Regions from separate parts of the Mus musculus genome. Here region 2 is linked to region 1. A link is a contact called in public Hi-C data. All regions are on one chromosome and are shown on one strand. Each heading gives the region's core, a stretch centred on a gene start, on an enhancer-like site or on the middle of the called end of the contact. The rest is flanking DNA. Distances are from core to core; before and after follow the strand shown. Region 1 has its middle 29 kb from the start of Zfp710. Region 2 overlaps Idh2 (isocitrate dehydrogenase 2 (NADP+), mitochondrial).

What was found. A called contact is a pair of places that touch in the nucleus more often than the background predicts.
Region 2: a Hi-C map of bone marrow-derived macrophages shows a contact between it and region 1, with 58 read pairs. The contact joins two enhancer-like sites. A contact is called at or near these places in 1 of 39 promoter capture datasets (embryonic stem cells), 1 of 15 datasets of contacts at CTCF or cohesin (the NIH/3T3 cell line), 40 of 484 Hi-C or Micro-C datasets (B cells, the Ba/F3 cell line, the C10 cell line and 14 more), 10 of 115 datasets of contacts at active chromatin or transcription factors (the HPC-7 cell line, bone marrow-derived dendritic cells, embryonic stem cells and 1 more) and 4 of 9 other capture datasets (adipose tissue, embryonic stem cells, liver and 1 more).

What each region holds. Positions count from the first base shown.
Region 1 is chr7:79,994,030-80,001,359 of GRCm38.p6, forward strand. No RefSeq gene overlaps it. Among named protein-coding and RNA genes, the nearest start is that of Zfp710, 29 kb to the right of the region's middle. Within about 2 kb of position 3,927, at least 17 of the 459 cell types and tissues checked have an H3K27ac peak or open chromatin away from gene starts, as enhancers often do. A contact at or near this core is called in bone marrow-derived macrophages, where this site is marked.
Region 2 is chr7:80,098,691-80,105,985 of GRCm38.p6, forward strand. Idh2 (isocitrate dehydrogenase 2 (NADP+), mitochondrial) reads right to left here. Exons shown (of 11, transcript NM_173011.2): 2 at 4,432-4,523; 3 at 2,053-2,218; 4 at 308-468; 5 at 81-224. Among named protein-coding and RNA genes, the nearest start is that of Idh2, 13 kb to the right of the region's middle. Within about 2 kb of position 1,306, at least 6 of the 459 cell types and tissues checked have an H3K27ac peak or open chromatin away from gene starts, as enhancers often do. A contact at or near this core is called in bone marrow-derived macrophages, where this site is marked.

The sequences.
Region 1 (7,330 bases), core at 2,677-5,176:
ATTGGAGATCATCCTCTGCTAAATATCAGATTCGAGGCCAGCGGAGGCAGGGATGGGGGGGGGGGGGAATGAGGAACGAGGAACACTGTCGCCTGTCCGGGATATGGTAAGTGCGCGATCACCTGCAGTCTCCCCTTCAGCCCTCCAAGCAGTGTCCCTTCACATTTTCTGAGGGGAAGAGACAGGGAAGGCTATTTGCAGCAGCCAAGATGGAGACACATTGCGCCGCTTGCAGCAAGCACTGGAACTGAGAGGAGGCCGAGAGAGCCACGGAGGGTCACAGGGAGTCTTTGCAGTTCCTTGAGCATAATCAGTGACGCCCAGTGGTGTTTTCCTGCAGAAGAACTGGCTGGCCCATGCTCTCAGCCCAGTCAGCAAGACCAATAACAAATCATCAGTGGTCAAAGGCTATTCGCTGAAGTCCGTGCTCCCTGTCTCCACCACCACTACCACCGCCGCCCTTCCTCTGGGCATCCCCTACATTTCCAGGCCTCTCCTCTGAACAACTCACAGCCTGACGTGGCAGGTCACTGCCATATGCGATGCGATGCTCTGGCTGAGTAAAAGTAGGGCTACTTTCTCGCCATTGGGTGGCTAGCAATGCTGGCCTTGCTTGGCATGAATGGGGAGCAGGCCCTGTGGTCCCTGTGAGCACCCTCTGCTGGAGACTTCAGGCCTGACTGAGTCTACAGGCTCTGGGCAACGGGCCCAATGGGTTTTCATTTTTCATTAGAGCAGTAGGATGTCTTTCAAGAGTCTCCATGATATTAATTACATCCTGCTGTGTATCAGCCTATGGCTTCACAAAGGACAGGGCTCGTGTTCCCAAATGCCCCTGAGACCTGAGACACTCCCTCGCCCCAGGATTGATGTCTGAAGGTTTCTAGGCTCCCTCGGTGTTCTGATGGTCTTTGAAAGCCTTCTGTCCCCAGCCCCTCCTAAACTGGCAGGTCAGCTGGACCCGAGAGCTATTGCAACTCCATGCTGGGAATCTTCTACAGAATGGAGAATTCTAGAAATCGGATCTAGAAGTTTGATACCGAGGGTCATGACGAGCACTGCGTTCCAATTCCAGAAAAGAGCAGCAGTTAGTCTCTGGTTGCTGATCAGTCACAGGAGAGCCTCAGCCACCCATGTAAACAACACCTCGGGATTGGGGGGGCTTTCCCAGACTTTTTCAACAGCAAATCCCTGGAACTCTGGCACTGGGGCAGTGCTGCTGGATGGGAGATTCCTGAGGTCCCAACTGCAAACCCTGGCTGTGTCCCTTCTACCCACACATGGCAATAGATGCACTACCACCCAAGACCTGAGAAATACTAAGGCTGGGAACAGAGCTCAGTGAGGGAGGGGTGGGGGAGCGGTTAAGCAAAGAAAGAATTGTCACTTTTAATTTTACTAGTGTGTGTGTGTGTGTGTGTGTGTGTGTGTGTGTGTGTATGTGTTTATGTCTATATGTGTGTCTGTGTGTGTGTCTATGTCTGTATTTGTGTCTATGTCTGTGTGTGTATGTGTGTATGTGTATGTGTTTATGTCTGTATGTGTGTCTATGTATGTGTGTGTGTCTATGTCTGTATTTGTGTCTATGTCTGTGTGTGTATGTGTGTATGTGTATGTGTTTATGTCTGTATGTGTGTCTATGTATGTGTGTGTGTCTATGTCTGTATTTGTGTCTATGTCTGTGTGTGTATGTGTGTGTGTGTGTGTTTATGTCTGTATGTGTGTCTATGTGTGTGTGTGTTTATGTCTGTATGTGTGTCTGTGTGTGTGTGTGTGTGTGTGTATGTGTGTATTTGTGTTTGTGCACATATGACAAGCTGAGATGAGAATTCAGGACGAGCTTGGCAGTGAGTCTATCTGTATAGAGGGCTAGCTACAAGTTCTGTACAAGATCCTGTCTCAAAAATCAAGGTGGTTCCTGACATTAGTGCCTTAGGCCTTTCATCTCAACACTCAGTGGCAGAAGCAGACTGTGAGTTCAAAGCTAGCCTGGTCTACAGAGTGAGTTCCAGGACAGCCAGGGCTACACAGAGAAACTGTCTCAATAGATAGATAGATAGATAGATAGATAGATAGATAGATAGATAGATAAGATTTATTTATTATTATAGATAAGTACACTGTAGCTGACTTCAGATGCACCAGAAGAGGGTGCCAGATCTCATTATGGGTGGTTGTGAGCCACCATGTGGTTGCTGGGATTTGAACTCAGGACTTTCGGAAGAGCAGTCAGTGCTCTTACCCACTAAGCCATCTCGCCAGCCCAATAAAAGGGTTTTTTAAGGTAAAGCTGTTTTGTTATATTTATAAAGAGCTAGCCAAGCATGTTGGCTCACACCAACATTCAAGTGGCAGAAACAGAAGATTTCTGTGAGTTCAAGGACAGCCTGGTCTACAGAGCAGATTCTAGGCCAGCAAGGGCTACATAGTGAGACCATGTCAAAAACGGGGTAGGGGCAGCTAGCCCAGTCCCCTCACTGTGTTCTGGCTTCTTGTCATTCGATGAAATCAATCTTTCCCTCCTGTTAACGTTTCTTCCTTGATGCGGTTTGTCTTCGGTGCCATCTGTCATATTGTGACCGTCTTTTTGTTATGTTTTGTTTTTTGTTTTTTGACCCAGGGTTTCTTTGTATAGCCCTGGCTGTCCTGGAACTCACTCTGTAGACCAGGCAGGCCTCGAACTCAGAGATCCGCCTGCCTCTGCCTCTCAAGTGCTGGGGTTAAAGGCGTGCGCCACCACACCCGGCTTACATTGTGACAGTCTTGCTACATGCCTGGAATGCTCTCTGTAAACCAGACTAGCCTGAATATGTGTAGCAACCCTCCTTTCTGTGCTTCCTGAGTTGCTGGGATGTCACATATGGCAAACCTCTTTTCTTTAAAAAGTACCCAGCCGTCAGGTGTGGTGGCACACACCTTTAATCCCAGCACTTGGGAGGCAGAGGCAGGCGGATTTCTGAGTTCGAGGCCAGCCTGGTCTACAAAGTGAGTTCCAGGACAGCCAGGGCTACACAGAGAAACCCTGTCTCGAAAAAAAAAAAAAGTACCCAGCCTTGAGCATTTTGTTGTGTCAATACAAAACAATTAGGAAGATGTCTCAGCTGGAACTAAAAGGAATTTCTGAGGCCCTCAAGCGTGATGGCTAGAACTCAGCTCTTCTCAGACTAGTGGGACTAGATCACAGAGAATAGCAGTCTGTGCTTAAAGACGCCAAGGTGAGGTCACTCTGTGTCTTCTTCCTCCACAGCACTGTAGAGTTCCCGAGATCCTTTCTTCCTCTTTCCTGTTTCCTCTTCCTCTTCTCTCACCATAAGTAAAATCCCCATCTAAGTAACACACCAACTTTGTCCACATAAAGATAAGAGCAGCCTCACTCCAGTTGTGCTGCTGTCTTTTGCAGAGCCTGCCCAGGGTAAGGTGTCCTCATCTCTTACTGCACTTCCAACAACAAATGTAGCAGGCAGGAGCCTCTGTGCACTCATTGTACCACACAAGTCTTTTTGTTGTTGTTTTGTTTTGGATTTTTTTGGTTTTTTTCCAAGACAGGGTTTCTCTTGTCTGGCTGTCCTGGAACTCACTCTGTCGACCAAGCTGGCCTCAAACTCAGAAATCTGCCTGCCTCTGCCTCCCAAGTGCTGGGGTTAAAGGCGTGTGCCAACACTGCCTGGCTACCACACACAAGTCTTAGAGTTGGTCTCCATGTGCCCATTTTACAGATGAGGTAGCAAAGATTCAGAAGGTTGCTCATGGCTCTCTGCCTGAATTTTCCAGTCAGTTCCACTTAAAGAGTAGGCTGTTCCTTTTCTTTGTGTGTCTTAGTTAATTTTGTATTGCTATAATAAAACACCATGACCAAGACAACTTATAAAAGAAAGTGTTTCATCGGGTTTATAGTTCCAAAGGGTTAAAGTCCATGATGCTGGAGCAAAGGCTGAGATGGCAGCAGGAACAGCAGGAGAGAGCTCACATGGCAGGCAGTGAGCCACAGTCAGCAGTCAAGAGAGCACTTGCTCTAAATGTCTTGGATCTGTTGGCTTTGTTTGGTTTTGTGGGGGCAAGGGTGTTTTGTTTGCTTCCTTCCTTGCTTGCTTGTTTGTTTTGAGATAGGGTTTCTCTGTGTAGTGCTGGCTGTCCTGGAAGACTCTGTAGACCAGACTGACCTCAAACTCACAAAGATCCGCCTGTCTCTGCCTCCCAAGTGCTGGGATTAAAGGTGTACACCACCACCACCACCAGCAGCAGCCAGCTGGTATGAGTCTTTTGAAACCCCAAAGCTTCCCCCCTAGTGACTTGGAGCCACCAGCTAAAGACCAAGTATTTCAAGATATGAGGGCTGGCAAGATGGCTTAGTGGGTAAAAGCACTGACTACTCTTCTGAAGGTCCTGAGTTCAAATCCCAGCAACCACCCAAAATGAGATCTGACACCCTCTTCTGGTGTGTCTGAAGTCAGCTACAATGTACTTACATATAATAATAAATAAATCTTTGGGCCTGAGCGAGTGGGGCCGACCAGAGCAAGCAGAGGTCCTAAAAATTCAATTCCCAACAATCACATGAAGGTTCACAACCATCTGTACAGTTACAGTATGTGTATTCACATACTCACATACATAAAAATAAATAAATATTCGAGGCCAGCCTGGTCCACAGAGTGAGTTCCAGGACAGCCAGAGCTATTCAGAGAAACCCTGTCTCAAAAAAAACCAAAATAAATAAATAAATCTTTAAAGATATGAGCCTTTGAGAACCTTTCTCACTGAAACTACAAGTGTGTGTGTGTGTGTGTGTGTGTGTGTGTCTGTGTGTGTCTGTGTATGTGTGTCTGTCTGTCTGTCTGGTGTTTGTACACATGAGCAGTGGCTTGCTTACACCTGTGCATATGTACAGAGACAGAGAAGGCCATCAGGTGTCCTGCACTGTTATTCCCTGCCTTATTTATTCCCTTGAGACAGGTTCTCTTAATGAACCTGGAGCTAGGCTAGCAGTAAGCAAGTGCCCCACCCCCACAGCTTTTTAAAAATGTAAATGTTTTGCCTGCAAGTATGTAAGGGCACCCTATGTGCACAGAGCCAGAGGACACCAGAAAAGGCTGTCAGAAACCAAAGTTAGAGGTGGTTATGAGCAATTGTGTGACCAAACCTGGACTGGTGATGTTGGCTGCTATAAGGAAGCAAACCAGGCAAACCCTAAAGAGCAAGCCTGTGAGCAGAACTCCTCTGTAGCTGGCTTGGGCTGCTTTGTGGGTTCTTCTTTCTTCCACCCTTCTAACCCCCTAATACTAGATAAGAGAAAAAGAGAAAGGAAAGGAAAGAGATCCCTGAACAAAGTCAGAGTCAGAAAGGGGTCAATTAGCCAGGCAGTGGTGGCGCATGCCTTTAACCCCAGCAAGGAGGGAGGCAGAGGCAGGCGGATTTCTGAGTTCGAGGCCAGCCTGGTCTACAGAATGAGTTCCAGAACAGCCAGAGCTACACAGAGAAACCCTGTCTCGAAAAAAAAGAAAAAAGAAAAGGAAAGAAAGGGGGCAACTTTATCCTTAGACTACTTCCTGCTGATGAGGGGTGTGGCGCTCCAGGCAAGTTGATCTTTGACATCAGGATATCTAATTTCTTCCTGTTGTGGTTTCTTCTTGCGCATGGCTACTTAACAAGCCATGACCAACCATGACCCACAACAACCAACTAACACCCCGTCACACACACAAATGACCAACACACTCACCTATCCTTGGGGCCCTAGCTTTTATATATTCTCTGAAAAGTCCCGAGAATCCCAGACTTCACACAATCGCAAAAACTATCCACAGCTGGCAAAATCACACCCCTGCCAGAGCACGAGGTAAATCATAATCAGCTGCTGTGGACAATCTGAAGCAGCCCCGTATCCCACGCCTGGGATTAAAATGAAAACATATTCTTATAATATTTCTGTGTTTTGTAAAGAAACCAAAATTCCAAAGTGCTTACTACACCCCCTCCTCCATGGTCTCTGGTTCAGTTCCTGCCTCTAGGTTCCTACCCTGACTTCCTTGGATGATGGACTACAGGCCATAAGCGAAAACAAGTTCTTTCTTCCCCAAGCTGCTTTTGTTCACGGTGTTTTATCACAGCAATGGGAACCCTCAGTATGACCTTCATTCAGTCCCCACAAAGTACTTTATGAAGTGGGCCCTGCTCTCCCATTTGCCAGAGGAGAAAACTGAGGCTCCAGAGACGTAGGACCTTGTCCCAGCACACAGCTGGAGTATCAGGGAGATGATACCCAGATCTAGCTGACTCCTGGGTCTAGACCTTTGATCACCTCCCTACCTTGACAGCTGGGTTGACTGTTCAAGAAGCTGGTTGACTTCTGTTTCGGGAGGCAGGACGGGTTCTGGTCTGCTTGGCCTGGCTCCCTAGGCTCCGTGTTTCTGCCTGAGGCTGTCTTTGCTTCCCTGCAGAACTGTCTGGGTTTCAGGATGGAAGCCAGTTGACAGCTCCTTCTCGAGTGTCTGCTGGAACCCCGGGAACATATGTGGCACGTCTATTTGGAGGCACAGAGGAGACTAGAGCTCAGACTATTTCAAAACAGTTTCTTTCTCTTCAGTGAGATGCATGCAAAGCACTCATCTTCCAAAGAGGAAGAGGAGACAGAGCATAAAGTCAACACGGGGACCCACAAATTGGCCGTGGGGCTCCCTCAGGTAGGAGCATGTGGATGCTAGAGAGGGAAAACCAGGGAAAGATCTTGAGATTGCAAGCAACAGAAAACCCAAGCCAAACTAGCTAAAGCAAGAACACATACTGATTAACAGAGTGGAAAACCCGGGAGCAGATCCACCTTCAGGTGTAGCTTGATCAAGAGGTCAAGGAAGCTCCAAGTCTCTACCTTCTCAGTTCTGCCTTCTCTTTTAAAACAAGATGGCTGCTGTATTAAGTTCTATTTCATCAAGTGACCCAAACACCTGACACAGCATCTCCAAGGAGGAGCCTTGTTTGGGCTCATAGATTCAGAGGGTTCTATCTATGGATGCTTGGGGAAAGCACCAACCCCACCCCCATCCGCATCCCACCCCTGCTGCCAAAGGGACGGCTCACTTCCTTTGGGGTAGGGTTCTCATTTTCAGGTTTCCAGAACCTCCTAAAACAGCGCCACAAGCTAGGGACCAAGTATTCAACATATGAGCCTGGAGGGATATTTCATAATTAAGCTTTATCTCCTCTTAGGAAAAAAGAGCATGTGTTCCCAATAAGCGAGCTTCACTGGCTCTAAGTGGCTCAATATGAACCAGGAACATGTGATGTCAGCTAAACATGTAAGCACATGCATGTGGTCCCAGCGCTTGGGAGGTGG
Region 2 (7,295 bases), core at 56-2,555, 100 kb after region 1:
GGCCAACAGAAGCAAGGATAACAAACTAGGCAGAGATAGAGATAGAAATGGGCTGGAGAGGAGGATGGCCAGGGCCTTACCTCGTCGGTGTTGTACATCCCCATCCCAACGCCTCCGGCAGGGAAGTTATACACCTCCCACTCCTTGGCACTGCTGCCATCCTTTGGGGTGAAGACCAACTTGAACGTGCCAGCTCGATCTACCACAAAATCTGTGGCCTTGTACTGCAGAAAGGAGAGGCAGTTCAAGCCAAGGCTTCCTGTGGGGAGCATGAGTCCACAGACCGTGTCTCCCAAGCCTGGCCTACCTGGTCGCCATGGGCGTGCCTGCCAATGGTGATGGGCTTGGTCCAGCCAGGGACAAGGCGGGGGATGTTTTTGCAGATGATTGGCTCTCTGAAGACGGTTCCCCCAAGGATGTTCCGGATCGTTCCGTTAGGGCTCTTCCACATTTTCTTCAGCTTGAACTCTGTGAGAACAGAGGTACAATAGACCCACCACAGCCCTACCTCTCAAACCATACGGGGGCCCCAGAAGTCATCCCGGAGGAGGGAGAAGAGTCTAGACTCTAGAGCAGTAGTTCTCAACCTGGGGGTTGAACAATCCTTTCACAGGGGTCTCCTAAGATCATCAGAAAACACAGTTACTGACATTACGATCATAACAGTAGCAAAATAACGAAATAGCAACGAAAATAATTTTATGGTTGGGGATCCGCAACATGAGGAACTGTATTAAAGGGTCTCGGCAGTAGGAAGACTGAGAGCCATTGTCGCAGAGTTTAAATTCATGGCCTCTGGAACCTTGCATCTCTGACTGTGAGGCTTACACCATGCTTTAACCAGAGCTGTGAATTGAAATAACCAATAAAATGCCAACCATGCTGGGTTGTCAATAAATACGTTATCTGTAAAGTGCCCAGAATAGTACCTGGCTGCCGTTTTTACCAGGTCCACATGGAAGTTGCTTAGTGATGAGAAAGGGCAGCTTCCCTCCACCCTATCCTGCTCAAGACACTAAGACCTTGTCCATAAAAGAATGAGCTATAAACCCCAGCACTGCACCGGAGATGTAGCTCAGTGGCACAGTGCTTGCCAAGGCGATGAACTCAGGACTAAAACTGATCCCCCAGTGTGCTACAGGTCTGGAGCTGCCAGCGTGTCTTGGGTTTTCCTTTGTTACCGGCTCGCAGTGCTGGGGATTGAACCCAGGGCCTTATGCATGCTAGGCAAGGACTCTGTCCCTGAGCTGCACCCTCCGCTCTGAAGAGCAACTGGAAGGCGAGTCTCTAGCTTCCTCATGCTGCAGAAATTAGGAAGGAAACGTCCTAAAGCACAGTCATCTATTGTTTTTGAAGCTTGAGGACAATGTTATTAGTTTAAGAGAAAAAGAAGAGAGGCAAGCTGTAAATCTCAGCAGCTGCCAGGAGAAAGGAGATGGAGAGAGGAAGAGAAAAGGCCACACTGTGTGCAGTGGGGGTAATCAAGCAGCCACATGGCAAAAGAGTGGGAGTCTTCAGAAGATGCTGACGGTTCCAGGGAAAGCAAGTTTAGCCTTTAGCCAACATTACAGCATCACTGATGCCCACTGTCCTGCAGCTTCTGCCCAGCCTCTGGATACCAGCCCACCCAAAAGACCAAGAGGCCAGAAGGCCAGGCTGTTAAAGACCTTCACTACTATGAGAGCAGCAGAACTGTCTCCTTCCTCCCTGTAACTGCTGAGGCCTCTTGCTGCTGTAAGCCATACGGCATGGCAAGCATACCGTAACCTTCCTGCTTCTAGGAGACCTAAAGCCTGGCCTGGCCGTGGAAATGAGGCTGGTCCCTAATCTCACCTCCCCAAGGCACATCCTAGTGACGTCACAGGCCCTGCTGCATGCCAGGCTTTCTCAGAGACTGGGCTGACTCGTGGTCTCCATCATCAGCCTCGGAGAAGCGCAGCTCTGGACGCTTCCATCTCCCGGTCCCATAATGAGTGACATAGCCAATTGCTTCCCTCTGAGCATGATAGCCTGTGACCCTCCCATTCGCTGTGACCCCACCACACATCATACCTTCCACACGGGCCTCATCAGGGGTGATTGTGGCACACTTGACAGCCACACTGTACTTCTGGGTGGCCAGAGCAGAGTCAATGGTGACCTGGTCATTGGTCTGGTCACGGTTTGGAAGCCCAAGGTCAAAATACTTGAGCTGAACATCCACGTGAGGCAGGATGAGCTAGGGAAGAAGGCCAGAGTAAAGTGTCAAGCCAGACGACTGTCTTGGGCAGGGTGCCATGGACAGACAAGGTGACAGCCTGGAGCCACACAGTTAAGATTCCGTCTGTGACTGGAGAGATGGCTAGGCAGTTAAGTATGCTGCTCCTGCAGAGGGCCCAAGTTCAATTCCTAGAACCTACATTAGGTGACCACCTGTAACTTCAGCTCCACAGAATCTGCCTCCTCTGGAACGAACATTCATGTGCATACCCACACATAGGCACACACATGCACATAATAAAAAATAAAGCTTTGTTGTTGTTGTTGTTGTTGATGATGATGATGAGGGGGGTCTCACTGTGTAGTCTTGGTTGTCCTGGAACTCAGAGAGATCCACCCGCCTATGCCTCGTGAAGACATGCACCACCATGCCCACTACATGTATGTCTGTTTTGCTTGCATGTATGTCTGTGCATATGCATGCCTGGTGCCTGTGAATAGAGAAGAATGTATTAGACAGTTGTGATCCGCCATGTGGGTGCTGGGAATCAAACTTGGGTCTTCTGCAAGAACGAGTGCTGTGCCATCTCTCCAGCCCTGCTAAAATATTTAAAAAAAAAAAAAAAAAAAGCTAAGTGGTTGTGGCTTATACCTTTAATCCCAGCACTTGGGAGGCAGAGGCAGATGGATCTCTATGAGTGTGAGGACAGCCTGGTCTACAGAGTGAGTTCCAGGACAGCCAGAGCTACCCAGAGAAAGCCTGTCTCAAAAAAACAATCAAACAGAAAATCAAAACCAACCAACCCAACAAACAAACAAAAGCCCTGTCTCACAGCTAAGTTTGGTAACACATGCTGTAATTGCTGCACTCAGGAATCTGAAACAGAGGACCACTATGAGTTTGGGGCCAGCCTGAGCTACAGAGTAAAACTTTGGCAACAACAAAGAATGAAATTAAAGGAGGTAGAAGGGCTGGAGAAGTGGCTCAGGGGATATGAGCATTTGTTTTTCTTACAAAAGACCCAGGGTCTTCAGATCTCAGCACCCACATGATAACTCACACCCACCCGTAACTTCAGCTCCATGAAATCTAGCACCTTATTCTGACCTATGAGGGCACCAGGCACACATGTAGTGCACACACACACATGCAGACAAAATATTTATACACATAAAAGAAATCTGAAATAACTATATAGCTATATATATAAAACTAACTATATAACTAACTATATCAATATATATATATTGGGTCTTCAGCTATATATATATAGCTGAAGTGATGGCTCAGGACTTAGGAGCACTTTTGCAAAACCACGAGAGCGGTTTGGACTCCAGCATTCATATAGCAACCTGGGCATCTTGTATTCACTTGTAGCCCCAGATCTGGGGGAGAGACAGACAGGGGAACTGCTGGGGCTTGTTGGCTTCAGAGAAAACAAAAGCTCGGAATTCTGGGAGAGACAGACTCAGTGAACTATTGGAGAGTGACAGGTCACCAAACACCCTCTGTGCACATGCACACACGCACACACATTAATGGATTACGGTTATGTAATTATGTATGTATTTGGTGTGTGCGTCCGTGTAGATGTGCCTGTGCCACAGCTAGCACACGGAAAACAGAAGACAACTTGCAGTAATTTGTCCTTTCCTCTCTGTGTGGGTCTCAGGGATTGAACTTACATCCTCAGACTTGTCAGCAAGCACCTTTCCCTGCTGGGCCATCTTGCCTACCCCAATTCATCTCCTTTTTAGGTTTTGTTTTGATTTTTCGAGATAGGGTTTCTCTGTGTAGCCCTGGCTGTCCTGGAACTCACTCTGTAGACCAGTCACTCAGAGATGCACCTGCCTCTGCCTTCCGAGTGCTGGGCTTGACTCGGTAGCTCTTGAGATGAAGGCACTGACTGCCAAACCTGACACCTGGAGTCTAATACCAGGGTCTCACTTGGTAGGGAGGAACTGACAAGTCCTCTGACCTCCATGTGTGCACCACAGCACGCTCGTGCACACAAATGTGATAAAAAGCTTTGAAGAGAAAAAGAAACAGGATTTCAAAAGCCTGAACATTTCAGCACCAGCGAGAAACCCAGACTGCCGAGGACAGGCTCTGGCTGAAGACAAAGAACTAGCAACCGCTAATGTGGTTACTCGAGGGAGGAGGGGCAGAAAGGGAGAAACTGTCCACCAGGGACCCACAAGACCTGCCACCCACTGAAGGAGGGGTGCTACCTTCTCCTTGATGAACTGCCAGATGATCCGGGTCATCTCGTCACCGTCCATCTCCACTACCGGCTTCTCCACCTTGATCCTCTTCTCAGCATCTAGAATTGGGCACACAGCACATCACATCCCCGCCCTGGGGCAGCTCAGAGGAGCACATCACCTCCCCTCCCCGGGACAGTTCAGGGGAGCACATCACATCCCCGCCCCAGGGCAGCAGCAAGGGAGCCCTTTTCCTCCCTGACAGTTCAATACTTCATTAAGGAGGGAAGACTAAAAACAAGTGTGCTAGTGGTCCAGCAATTGCTTCCTCTCCTGCTTTCAGGACCTCCATTTCCACATGGAGGATGATCACATAGAGCTAACCCTGCTTAGGGGGCTGGATCCAGCCTGGCCAATCAGATCCTCTCCCCTTGGATGCTGAAGAGGCCAACAGAGAACCACAGCCAGATGGCCCGCTCACTCCAGTGCCAAGTCAGGGAAATCCGCAAACTCTCAACTTCTGCAAAGCTTGCTCTTCACTTTCCCACATAATCCTGTGTCCTTCCAACGCAGCCCTCTCACAGTCACTAAGCTTGACTGTTGTCTGCAAACTGGGAGTCCCCAAAGTTTGAAGCCAGGAGAGAAATGTGCAGATCCACAGTGAGAGTCCAGCTTGTGCCTGACAACAGTGCAAACCCACTTATTCCAGTCACCATGTATTGCAAAACAACCCCAAGGGAAGTGTCCCTGTGCCATTTGTTTATTTGTTGATTGGTTGTTTGCTTTTTATTGTTGGTGGTGATGGGTTTTGTTGTTTTGTTTTATTATGTTTTGTTTTGTTTTGTTGAGACATGCATACAAGTAGCACTGGCCCTTGAACTCCCTGTATAACAAAGGATGACCCTAAAAGGATCTTCCTGACTCTACCTACTTCATTCTGGGATTTCCTGCCAGTACTACCACACTAGCTTGTTTGCTTGTTTGTTCTTTATATATCATCTGCATGTGTCCCCCAGTATGGCCTGTTATTCACTCTATAGCCAGTCTAGCCTCAAACTCATAACCCTCCTGCCTTGGCTTCTCAAATACTAAGATTACAGGTGCATGCTACAATATTTAGTTCATTGATTCCATTTTATTATTTTTATACAATTACTTACACCCTGGAACTGGAGTTACAAACAGTTGTGAGCTGCCATGTGGATGCTGGGAATTGAACCCGGGTCTTCAACCAGTGCTCTTAACCACCAAGCCATCTCTCCAGCCCCTCATTGCTTCCACTTTAAATATGAGGGAGCTGGGGCTCAAGGAGATGAGCAGATTACTGCCCCAGGTTATGGGAACAAAAGGCCCAGAGGACTTGGACCTTCCTTACTTTGAACACAGGCGTTTGGCACCTGAGGAGGCACCTGAGTCTCAGAGCCAAGCAGGCTTACGTTAACTGGTCATTCTAGATAAGCATCAAAGCCCCGACATGGAGGCAAAATAGATCAACGAAAGGAAGTTGCTACCAAGACTGACAACTTGAGTTCAATCCTGAAACCCACAGAATGAAAGGAGAGAAAGAGAACCAACTTGTCCAAATTGCACTCTCTCTCTCTTCTCTTTCTCCTCTCTATCTCTTTCTCTCTCTCTCTCACACACACACACACACTTTTCACATTTATTTGTTTATGATATGAACATTTTGCCTGTACTGTATGTATGTATGCATGTATGTATGTATGTATGTATGTATGTATGTATGTATGTATGTGCACCACATGCATGCCGTATCTGAAGTCAGAAAAGGGCACTAGGTTGCCTGGAACTGCAGTTATAGAGAATTGTGACCTGCTAGTAGATGCTGGGAATCACACTCGGGCCTCTGTAAGAGCAGTATGTACTCCTAACTGATGATCATCTCTTCAGCTCCTTAAAAATATCTTTAAAGGGGGCTGGAGAGATGGCTCAGTGGTTAAGAGCACCGACTGTTCTTCCAAAGGTCCTGAGTTCAAATCCCAGCAACCACATAGTGGCTGACAACCATCTGTAATGAGTCTGACACCCTCTTCTGGTGCATCTGAAGACAGCTACAGTGTACTTAGATATAATAATAAATAAATCTAAATATATATATATCTTTAGAGAACCTCAACAAGGTAGCTTGGGGCAACTCAGTTGATAAAATGCCTTTTTAGCATACATGAAGCCTTGGGCTCAATCCTTAACATTCCACAAACTGACTGTGGTGGCAAATGCCAGAAATCCCAGCACTGAGGAGGAAGAGGAGGAGGAGGAGGAGGAGGAGGAAGAGGTAAATTCTAAGAAGTTCCAAGGTAAATTCAAGGCCAACCTGTGATACCTGAAAGTTTGTCTGGAAAGAAGGAAGAAAAGTCTAAAGGGCCTTAAACATATAATTTCCCTACAACACAGCCCAGCCAAGACTCACAATACTCTTGAAACCTCATACAAAGCGAGCAAACCAGCTCACTTCCCAAAGGCATGCAAATGACTATAGGAGACAGAAACAGAGAGAGACAGAGGACAGAGATAGAGACACACAGAGATAGATGGGAGAGAAGAGACAGACAGACAGACAGACAGACAGACAGACAGACAGACACTCTTAGAGACTATTTAAGGAGAGAAAAGAGAGCTGGGGAGTGCAGTTGATGTCAGAGGCAAGAAAGACAGGATCCAGATCCCAGGCTCAGTGCACCTTTGTCCTCCTGGGTCAGATGCCAAAGTCAAAAACACAGACACAAACTGGCCCCCTCCTGGGATCTAAAGGCAGCCATGGCTGGCTCCATTACCATACCCAAGATACCACTGGGATCTTCAACCCAAGCTACAGAATTTCACTTTAGGCTAGAGCTTAAGTGAGAAGGGCCCCGAGACAGTCTGCTGGA